2 separate regions of the Mus musculus genome follow, and region 2 is linked to region 1. A link is a contact called in public HiChIP or PLAC-seq data. All regions are on one chromosome and are shown on one strand. Each heading gives the region's core, a stretch centred on a gene start, on an enhancer-like site or on the middle of the called end of the contact. The rest is flanking DNA. Distances are from core to core; before and after follow the strand shown.

The links. HiChIP or PLAC-seq counts read pairs in DNA pulled down with a chosen protein or histone mark.
Region 2: a contact with region 1 is called in an H3K4me3 HiChIP or PLAC-seq map of forebrain, with 7 times the contacts expected there. The contact joins the promoter of Camk1d here to the enhancer-like site in region 1. A contact is called at or near these places in 16 of 39 promoter capture datasets (the 3T3-L1 cell line, 3T3-L1-derived adipocytes, the C10 cell line and 9 more), 3 of 15 datasets of contacts at CTCF or cohesin (the NIH/3T3 cell line, large pre-B cells and pro-B cells), 24 of 484 Hi-C or Micro-C datasets (the G1E-ER4 cell line, the N1E-115 cell line, Th1 cells and 13 more), 22 of 115 datasets of contacts at active chromatin or transcription factors (bone marrow-derived macrophages, craniofacial prominence, embryonic basal ganglia and 12 more) and 1 of 9 other capture datasets (embryonic stem cells).

Annotation. Positions count from the first base shown.
Region 1 is chr2:5,410,005-5,414,959 of GRCm38.p6, forward strand. All of the region lies in intron 3 of Camk1d (calcium/calmodulin-dependent protein kinase ID), which reads right to left. Among named protein-coding and RNA genes, the nearest start is that of Gm36853, 70 kb to the right of the region's middle. Within about 2 kb of position 1,502, at least 17 of the 459 cell types and tissues checked have an H3K27ac peak or open chromatin away from gene starts, as enhancers often do. A contact at or near this core is called in cerebral cortex, cortical neurons, forebrain and 1 more, where this site is marked.
Region 2 is chr2:5,712,403-5,717,357 of GRCm38.p6, forward strand. It overlaps Camk1d (calcium/calmodulin-dependent protein kinase ID), which reads right to left and starts at 2,360. Exons shown (of 11, transcript NM_177343.4): 1 at 1,744-2,360. The coding sequence starts at 1,835.

The DNA.
Region 1 (4,955 bases), core at 252-2,751:
TTAAATGATTGAAAACACTGCCTATCACACATTCCTCGAAATGCATTCTCTTATGTGTCCCAAGTTTGATTAAACAAAATAGTACCAATATGTGCTTCTAATTATGAAAGATGTCAGAAGTAGATATTGGAAAGATAGCTCAGTCCTAAAGTCCTAGCCATGCAAACAAGAAGACCTGGACTAGCTCCCAGAAGTCCCATCTTTCAAAGGCCAGGAATGGCTTGTAATCTCAGTTCTGGTAAGGTGGAGGCCAGAGGAGCCTGTTGGCTAGTCAGCCTACTTCTGGTCAGTGAGCACTGCATGTGGAAGGAGTTTACAGAGCAGGAACATAGTAAGAGGTCACTTACATAGTTTGGGCTAGCTCCACAGGTGAGCAAGCCATCAGATGTAGAAAACTAAAATCTCTGTCACCCTGTGAGCATCATGTAACATTTGTGTTTTCCACTGGGCAATAGGGAAAGACTGTGTGTGTAACCAAAATGATGAACCAAGAGACACTCACAAAAGACCACCATGGTGGCCACTGCTTCTGGGCTTACATATCTATGATTGGCTTTGTAGTGCTTCCCATAACTTCCCTCTGTAAATTAATGCCAGTCTAATTTCATTTTTGGCTGTAAGTAATCTCCATAATAATTATATTTAACTTCCTCATCTCTTTGACCAAATACTTGACAGAAATGACTTAGGGGAGGAAGGAATTGGGGATGGGGGGAATCAAGGCTTCAGAGACGCCAGCCCCTGGTGCTCAGTTCTCAGCACTTGGGCAGAGGATCGTGTGGTAGGAGTTGATGGGTAGAGACATGGGGGTTAACCACATAATGTACCCCCAGTGGGTTTTGTCCTGGGACAAAAGTGTTCAATATACGGTGAGCCTGTGGGGTACACTTCATGATAAGATCACAATAGGAATAAGGAAACTTGTAAACAATGGCAAAAAAAAAAAAACCACCAAATAAAATAAAATAAAATAAAATAAAATAAAATAAAACAAAACAAAACAAAACAAAACAAAAATAAAGCCAGTAAAATACACCACCACCACCACCACCACCATCAATCGGTAAGTGTAGCAACCAGAATTGAAAAGGCAAAATAAACATGTTGGTCCAGTCCTGTCTATGCTCATCAACACTCTTCCTTCTAGCTTTCTGTGTGTTCTTTCCTGTGTCATCTTTCTTGCTAAATATGCCTACCTCTGTTTACTAAACAATAAAAAAAAAAAGCCAGACAGGAATACTGATTACGTCATGTGCTCTCATCTCTTCCCAAGGCATGAGGTAACTAGCGATTTTCCCAGCTAGTGCCATTCTGAGGAACCGACTGGTGTTGGCTTTCCTGAGGAAGGCACGGGGGTTCTTCTTCAGCCCCTCTCTGTCCCTAAAGTATGGGGTTTCCTTTCCTATAAGATGTATTTTTGCCATTTTCAGTTGGCAGACACAAAGCTTTAGGCTAAGAGTCTCAATTCCAAACCCTTTTTATCCTCTCTCAGATTTAGGAAGCCATTCAACGCATTCAAAGTTCTATTTTCATCGCCTTCTCTGGACTACATACACTTCATTGCAATCTTTTCTACTTGTTTTGTTTCTGTGTTTGTTTGTTTTTGTTTGTTTGTTTGTTTGTTTTAAAGCAAGGGGATGGGACCTGGTCCCTTCTGACTCCTGCTACCAAGAAAACAAAAAACAAAAAAACAAAAACCCAAAATCTTTCAGCATCTCCGCAGCACTCTGCAGTTTCTCAGCCGAGAATGTTCTCAGCCACAGTGTAACCATCTTTACAAACCCTGTGCATCTTTTTTTTTTCTTTTCAACTTTCCATTTATATAATTGCGGAGGCTCCAGGCTCCATGTGGGCTTTCCCAGAGCCTCCACAATCAGGTTCTCACCCGCCTCCAGAAGGTGACTCACCCCAGGGGTGGGGGGAGGTCTCACAATAAAAAGGGGTGTCTGCTGGCCTGTACCTGGGCTGCCACCTTCTCCCAATAGATGCAGCCCTCCCTCCCCCTCCCCCTCCCCTGCCACAGTTCAAGCCTGGCACAGCTGAGCTCCTGGCTGCACTGAGAAGCTGCTAAAAGCTCCCACCTCCTCCTCACACTTCTCCAGACTGGCAGTTCTCAGGTCAGCAAGTGGCAGCACAGCACTCAGGCTCAGCAGTCTCTTTAACCCCTCCTGCTTTGGTCCTCTGCTCTTCCTTCTGCCTGTCACAGCTTCTGAACAAGATTTAGGTCCCAGTTCAGTGTAGATTTCCAGGGAGGCTACAATCATCCTCTCTCGGAGCACACTAAGTCAGGTACTAGGAGCACAGTAGCAACAGAATTCAACTCAGTCATAAAAGAGCCTCTGTTTTAATGAGTGTGTGAGTGAGTGTGTGTGAGTATGTAAGTGTGTGTGAGAGTGTGTATGAGTGTGAGTATGTGTGTGTGAGTGTTTGTGAGTGTGAGTGAGTGTGTATGTGTGTGAGTGTGTGTGTGAGAGTGTGTGTGTGCAGGTACTCATACTTGCCCTCATGTGCACATGTATGCACGCTCATGTGGAGGCCAAGCTGTCATTCCTCACTTTCCCCTAGTTTGTCAGATTCTCTCTCATTACCCTAGCCCCAAGGATCCGTCCATTTCTGCATCTGCCTAAGCTAGAATTAACATCTGTGCATCTCCACAACCAACTTTTATTTTTCATTTGATTTCTGGGGACCGAGCTCTGCATTTTACCGACCAAGCCACCTCCTCACACTGTTTCCTTATTGCCTAGATCAAAGCAGAGCATCACCGTTTGCTGATCTGCCAGGTATCCAATATCACAGTGCACACTTCCACTTCTACTTTGGATTCATACGATAGGTGAGTCTAACAAGCTGGTGGTACTGATCGATCCATAGAAGGTGACCTCAATACCTCGGCTCAGAAGATAAAGGGACTGACTATAGGTGGTAAAATTCTTCACACTACCGAGGCTTTTAGACCACTGTGACAAAACTGCAAATCAGGTTCAAAATTATTCATGGGCACTGGGCTTTTAACCAACCACCAATAAGTGGTTATAAAGGAGATTTCTTTTGAAAGTTACTCACTGGCCATGGACTTCTGTCTAGTAGACAGGGAAGGCAGGATGAAAGGTCCTGTGTAGACCAGGCCACGCTGGCTTTAAGACAGTCATCTGAGTGAGTAAAATGATCAGTGACCTCCACAATCAGTGCCCCATTTTCTCCAAGACTTGTGGCTGACAAAGAGCTTACTGGAAAGAGTTCATACGACTCAGTGATTGGCCAACGTCTCCACACTGAATAAATCTCTCCTTCAATTGGCATTGGACATTGGATGCCCCTTCTGGACATGAAGCTCTAAACCAATTTTACATGGAGAGCATTGAGAAAGAGAGAGAGAGAGATTGTCTCTCTTTCTCTCTAGATACCTGTGCATAGCACAACATGTTTCCTTCAAACAACGTACTTGGAGAACAATATGGTTTGAATGAATAGCATCTGCCGAGAGCCTGTGCATTCAAGGCTTAGTCCCCAGCTGGCAATGGTATTTTGAGAGGTATTAGAAAGTTTGGGAAGTGGAACCTAGTTAGAAGGGCTAGGTCACTAGAGCTGGGTTCTTGGATTATCTTATCCCTGTCCCTTCTTTCCCTCTCTCTCTCTATTTCCTGTCTGTCACAAAGTGAGCACAGTTGCTCTTGCCAAATTGAGGTTCTGATGCATCTAAAATCAATGATTCTGAGGGCCCGAAGCCCTGAACTCTGGGTGCCAAAGTAAGTAGTTTTTTCTTGTAGGCTGTATATTTTGCCACACCAACGGGGTCAAGAAGACATCACCGCTGCTTGAGAAATTTCCACAAGAAGGAGAAGACACGGAAGAAAATGAGCATCGAGGGGCTGAAACTCTAGCTTGGCTTCTTACTGTGAGACCCAAGAACTTCAATGTAACATGCAATCATGGACATAAAAAGCAAAACACCAATGCATCGAGCAAGGCGTCCATATTTAATACCCAGTCATTTCCTAGGTAAGGGAGATCACACTCCCTGAACAGCTGCTGTCTAAACAGTCATTCCTAATTAGAAGGAACTAAACAGCCCAGGTACTTACAAAGCTGGGTAGTGGTGATGGTGGTAGGTGTGATGCCATCTTGGGAGTAAATAAACTCTAAAATAATTCTAAAAAAAAATCAATGTTATTAGAGGGGAGCAGGATAGACCAATTGTTTTTAAAGAATAGGCAAAGATAGAGCAGCTCCTTTAGTCATCTAAAGATTAACGAAATTAGTAGCAAAATATATAATTACAGAGTTGAATAGCAACAAAAACCAAGTTGTACCATCCAACTAGGATCAGAGGTAAAGGAAGAAAGTACTTAGATGAGATTATTCGTTTCTCTCCCTATGGTTTTTTGATCATCAGACTGAATTAAGCCACTAAAAAAACCAACCAAACAAAAACTCTTGGCCCACAACCACCATTCAGTCTATATATTTGACAAGGATAGCAAATAAACATATTCAGATTTCACCAGGACTCTCAGCCCATCCAAGCATAGAAGAACGCAGTGTCAGCATGGGCAGTCTCTCAAATGGCAGCATACAGATTGCATAGCTATAACACTGCATGGTGGGCCATACAGGCCAAGGTTGACATAGTGATGCTACTTGTGAAACAATGGTATACTGTGCTGCAGAAACATGCATCCTGATTTTGCTAAGGAGTAATGTGGAATTGTACATAGGGTAGAGGTAAGGGGAGAGAAAATCCATTTGCTGAGTCTCTCCTCTGGCTCACAGTCTGTGATAAGCATCTGCAAACCCTTGGGAGTCTCCCACCCTCAAAGTAAAGTGGGGAGACAGATCAGTCAGTAAAGTGTTTACTGCACAAGCATGAAGTCTTGGGTTTGATCCCAGCAGTCAAGTGGGGAAAAAGGCCAAGCAGAGTAGTGTATGCTTGTAATCCTGGAGTTAAGAGAGGA
Region 2 (4,955 bases), core at 1,110-3,609, 300 kb after region 1:
CAGTCTGTTCAAAGCCGGCTCCTTGAGCTCAGCAGCCTGGCCACTGCAGAAGTGCAGGTACAGTGCTGGGGCTTTGCCAATGAGGAGAGTCTATACAGAGAGATTGTAGCCACCTGCCTTAAGGCTGCAGGCAAAGGGGCCCTTCAGGCCGGCAAAAGACACGTAAGGGGTTCACACCTTAGGGTGTTCCTCAATCTGCCATCCCCTCACCTGCAGCCATATGCCAAGTCCCTGCCTGACTGATAAACACTTCTGTTTTCCTGTTAACTTGTGCGGCTCAGATGCACAACCTCAAACCTCAATGACAAATTTTAAAAGTTTGGACCAGAAGTAATCTCTTAGCCAGGAACCCCACCCCCACCCCCACCCCCTGTACTAAAAAGCTAAGAGCCCTCTTGTTTTATTTCCACAAAACAGCAAGTACGTGCACAGAGATGCCTTCCCTGGTGCCCAGCAGGCACAGCAGGGTGACCCTACTGAGAGCTTCAGCACACTGCACAGGTCTGTCCCAGGGATCTGGGAGCACAGCTGACAAGGCCACCCTCCGACTTGTCTCTGGGGGACACACTGCAGATGGGGTACAGGAGGGGTGGAGGGAAATAATTACCAATATTTAGCTGTGGGACTCTGCACTTCGAGCAGGCTTGAAAACTGAGGTCCTGGAAAAGCAAACCAAGCCCAGAAATAAGAAGGCCGAGAGGGCAGGAGGAGAGATAAGCGCCCAGAAACACAGATACACCCGGGAATCACCACCTCCTTTTCTCCGAGTCATCAGCACCCTCCTAAACCCCAGCAAAAGGTTCATTTTACGGAGCACGTGTGAGACTGTATCTTCATGTACAGATACCGATCAAAACCAGAAACCGATCAAGTGGTGGAAGAAAATAACTTGAACTTCAGACTCTTTCCGCGGCGCTGAATTCTTTCACAGCCCCTGTACCTATCTGAGGCGCTTCAAAACAAAACAAAGCCAACTCATGCGCAGGAAGGGAACTGCAGCTGTACTGAGTGGCACATGTTCAGAGCTCTGATGACACACACTTTTGATTATTTCTGCTTTCTGGAGATGTAACCATCAAGCATGAGCCCCGGAGAGAACCGCCCCTAAAGACTCACTGATCCTCCTCCCACCCGGACATGAACCCCAGCGCCGGGCATCTGACCCTATGGTGAGATGTACACACAGATGAAGCTCTGACCACATGTCACTCTGAATACTGCGAAATTCTTCCCTCCCATCATCCTGAGGCCAGCCAAAGTCTTGTCTACACCTAGTACGTGCATATGTCAATTCCATAGGAATATATGATGTAAGGGTAGGACCAAAAGCTGAATTTCCTCGTGACCACTTTCGTCGGCCCAGTGCGCCCATACACACGATGAGTAAGTGCACACAGCCAGCGATCAGCGAGATCCACCATGCTCAGCCCACAGTCACGCGTGGGGAGAAAATCAGTGGAGGGCGGTGGTGGCAAGGGAAAAGGAAAGTCGCCCGCCCGCGTGGGCTGTTCTCTGCGCGCCCTGCGCTCCCCTCCCCCGCCCAGGAGAGGTGTCAACCGTGGGCGCAGACCCACGCGGTGGACTCGCGGAGGGTCTCCATAAGAGCGGACTATGGGACAATGAGGACGCATCGACCAGCCAGTTTCTGCCGCGGTGGCGGTGGCGACGGTAGCAGCAGGAGCAGCCGACGCTGCTGCCGCCACCGATGCTACTTCCACCCGCTGGTCCCCAGCACCCACTTACGTTCCGAGGGTCTCCTTGAACTCGAAGATCTTCTTAATGTCTTCTGCTTGCTTTTTCCAGGAGGAGCTGCTCTCGCCGTTCTCCCGGGCCATGGCAGACTAATGCTGTAGGGCGGCCGAGGGTTGCGCTGGGGAAGGGGCGCCGGAGGCGCGGCGCGGGCTCCGGGGGATGCCCGGCGCCGGGATGCGGAGCGGGAGGATGCGGAGCGCAGGGAGGCTCGGGCTGCCGCAGAGCTTCCTCTTCGGCAGTTTCCTCTTTCGCCTTGGCTGCTGCCGCCGCGGTCCCTCCCTGGCTCTAATTTCTACTGCTCTCCGGCAAAGACTTCCTGCCTCTGCCGCCGCCTGCCAGCCTCACTTTCTGCTACTTTCTTGCCTGGCTCCTGCTCCCTCCCCGCCGCCCGCCCCACTCCCCCAGCCCGCCTCCTCCCGCGGGCTCCCCGCCCTCCCAGTGCACCCGGCAGCCTCCCCGCCTCCCGCGAGGCGGCCTTCGGGGATGTCCCGCTCCCCCTCCCCTCCCCAGGAGCTCCGTGCTTGGGCGCCGGGATGCAGCACTTGACCACGGAGCCACGCACGCTCCCAGGCCGTCCGCGCACCCTGGGTCCCCGGGCGAGGGCGGGTGGGAGAACCCAGCAGGTGCAGGGCGCCGGAACGCGCGGGGGAGCCCTAGCCTTTAGGGAGCTTTATTATGAAGTCAATGCTGGGGGCGCCCGGGCTTTCCCTCTTCGAGCAGGAGGGGGCGCCTCTGCTTGGCGCTCGGAAGCTCTCGGCAAGGTGGGGTTGCGCGGCTCACGGTTGCGGGGCGCCCAGGGCGGGGCGCCTTCGCATACCCAAGAGCCGGTGACCCAAGCCTGCTGTGCAGGAGGGCGGGTGGGGGCTTGTTGTCAAGGCAATGGGCGGCGGCCTGGATGGAGCCATCGGCAGGCGGGCGTTGACTCCTGGCCGCAGCTTTGCCCCAGCAGGCGCTCCCGGAGCTCGGCAGTCACCTCCGGACTCCGCTGCTGGAGCTAATTCGCATTGCACCAAAATCTGCTTCACGTCAGTTTTGGAGCAGCTAAAGGAAACCTCGGGATGTATCGGACAGGCACGCCCAAGACGAGCCAATCACCGCCTGGTGGTCCCTTCCGGAGTAAAACTCCAGGGGTTATTTGGCGGCCAAGTGATGGGTGGATGCGGGACATGGTGGCTGGCCTGGCCCAGAACTGGAGTGACTGGACTGACTAGTGTTTGAACCCTTCTGATTTCCTCTTTCTCACTTTACTCCTGATGCTCTGAGGCCGTGGCCAAATTACACCGATTCAATGGAAAGACGCCTCTCTCTAGCGCCTTCCCCCATCAGCATACCCCGCAAGTGGCTTACTTAGAAGGTTAAGGTAGAAGCAGAGATACATTTTCCTCAGGCCTCTGGTCTCCAGAGTGAACTTTGACCTGCCCACTCTCACCTGGTATTCACCTGTTAGAGGACAGTAGGCAGCGTTTCCAGTTGGTCCTTTGGTTCAACTGGCAGGGACTACTACCTCATGATAGGAAATGTTAAGTTTTCTTTGTAGCAAGACTTCCTCTCCCTTAGAGCTGTTCGGCTGAATTGAGTAAACAGCCCTGTCTCTTAACTGGGGACACCTGTCCCATTTTCCCAGGACTGTTCCAATTTGAGAGGGGGGAGGAGGAGGAGGTGTGAATCTGCTTTCAGAAAAAGAAATCCCCCCCCCCCAACACCTCCCCATTGGTTCAGACTGGCCAGAGGCTCTGCCTTGGAGCCCTTTGTGGACTCCCAAGGAGGTTAGAAGAAAAATCTACCTATCCCTAGATTCTCAGTGCTGTTTTCCACGTTTCTTTGGCCCTTAGTCCTAAGCTCTTGAAGCTGAGAACAGCAGAGAAGAGGGTTATAACCATTGGTTGTTTAGGAGTGTGACAACCGAGTCATATGATCATCATGTTAAGTGTATTTACACAGACCTGGATGCTGCACACACCCAGCCTGTGGGATACACACGCTCACGGGCTTGGAGGTTGGGGAGAAACAGCCTATTGCTCCTAGAGCCATAATGAACAAAACATGAAATTAAATCAAGCACAAGACAAAATGATGCAATCGAGAGGCACGGTAAATACAAGATACAAGAGGGTACTGCCGGCATAATATAGCAAACTGACTTACAGTCAAGTTTTCTTTCACAAGCAGAAGAAACATAATCTAAAAAAAAAAAAAAAAGTCCAACCCACTAAATAGATAATTCAGTAAGAGTCATTTACTATCAAGCATTGTCTACCTAAGGAATGATATCTACAGTATTTCTAGGCAAAGCACACCATCGTAGGTCTGTTTACATCACCAATACCACAGACCCATGAGTAATGGGTCACACTGATGTTATGACTGGCTAAGAGGTCACTGGGCCATAGGAATTTTGCAGCTCCATTATAATCTTATGGGATTAACGTCAGAATGTCATTATGCCCACATGACTGTGCTTGCTTTTACAAACCCAGAAGAAATCGTACAAACAATATCTGAGGGGTGGGGGTGGGGGTGGGGGAGAACTAAGGAACCTCTCTCCAAGATGGAGACATGCCCAAAGTCCAAAGCATACAGCACCCCTCCAGTAAGAGCTGTATACACTGTATCTTATTGCATAAAGCATGGGTCAACAGAACCCAGCGACACTGTCCTGTGCCCCTTCTGTATCGTTTCCTTTCTCCTTCTCCATCTCCCTCTCTTTCCGTTTGATCAAAGACAGGCAATTCCAATCTCATAAGAAAAGCAGAGATAAGGACCTGGGAGATGGTTCAGTAGGTAAAGTGCTTGTCTTGCACATGTGAGGACCTAAGTTTGATCCCCCCGAATCCAGGTGGTTTGGAGTATATTTTTTGTTTCTGTTTTTAGCAATAATAATAATAAGATAATAATAATAAACCAGCTGCGGTGACAAACACTTGTAATCCCAAGGCTAGGAAGGTGGAGATGAGAGAATTCTGGAACACAGTGCCCACCCAAACAGCCAGCCTAGCCTACTTGGTGAGTTCTAGGCCAGTAAGAGATCATTAAAAATACTACTAATAAAAAGTGAAGTGGATGGTCGATGAGAGTGGCAACTGAGGTTGTCCTTTCTCCTACATACACACACACACAGCCATGCCCGTTTCCTACCAAGCCACACAACGCTCCTTGAGAGCAAGCCCATGACATTCCCATTACTGCAGACATTTACACACTGT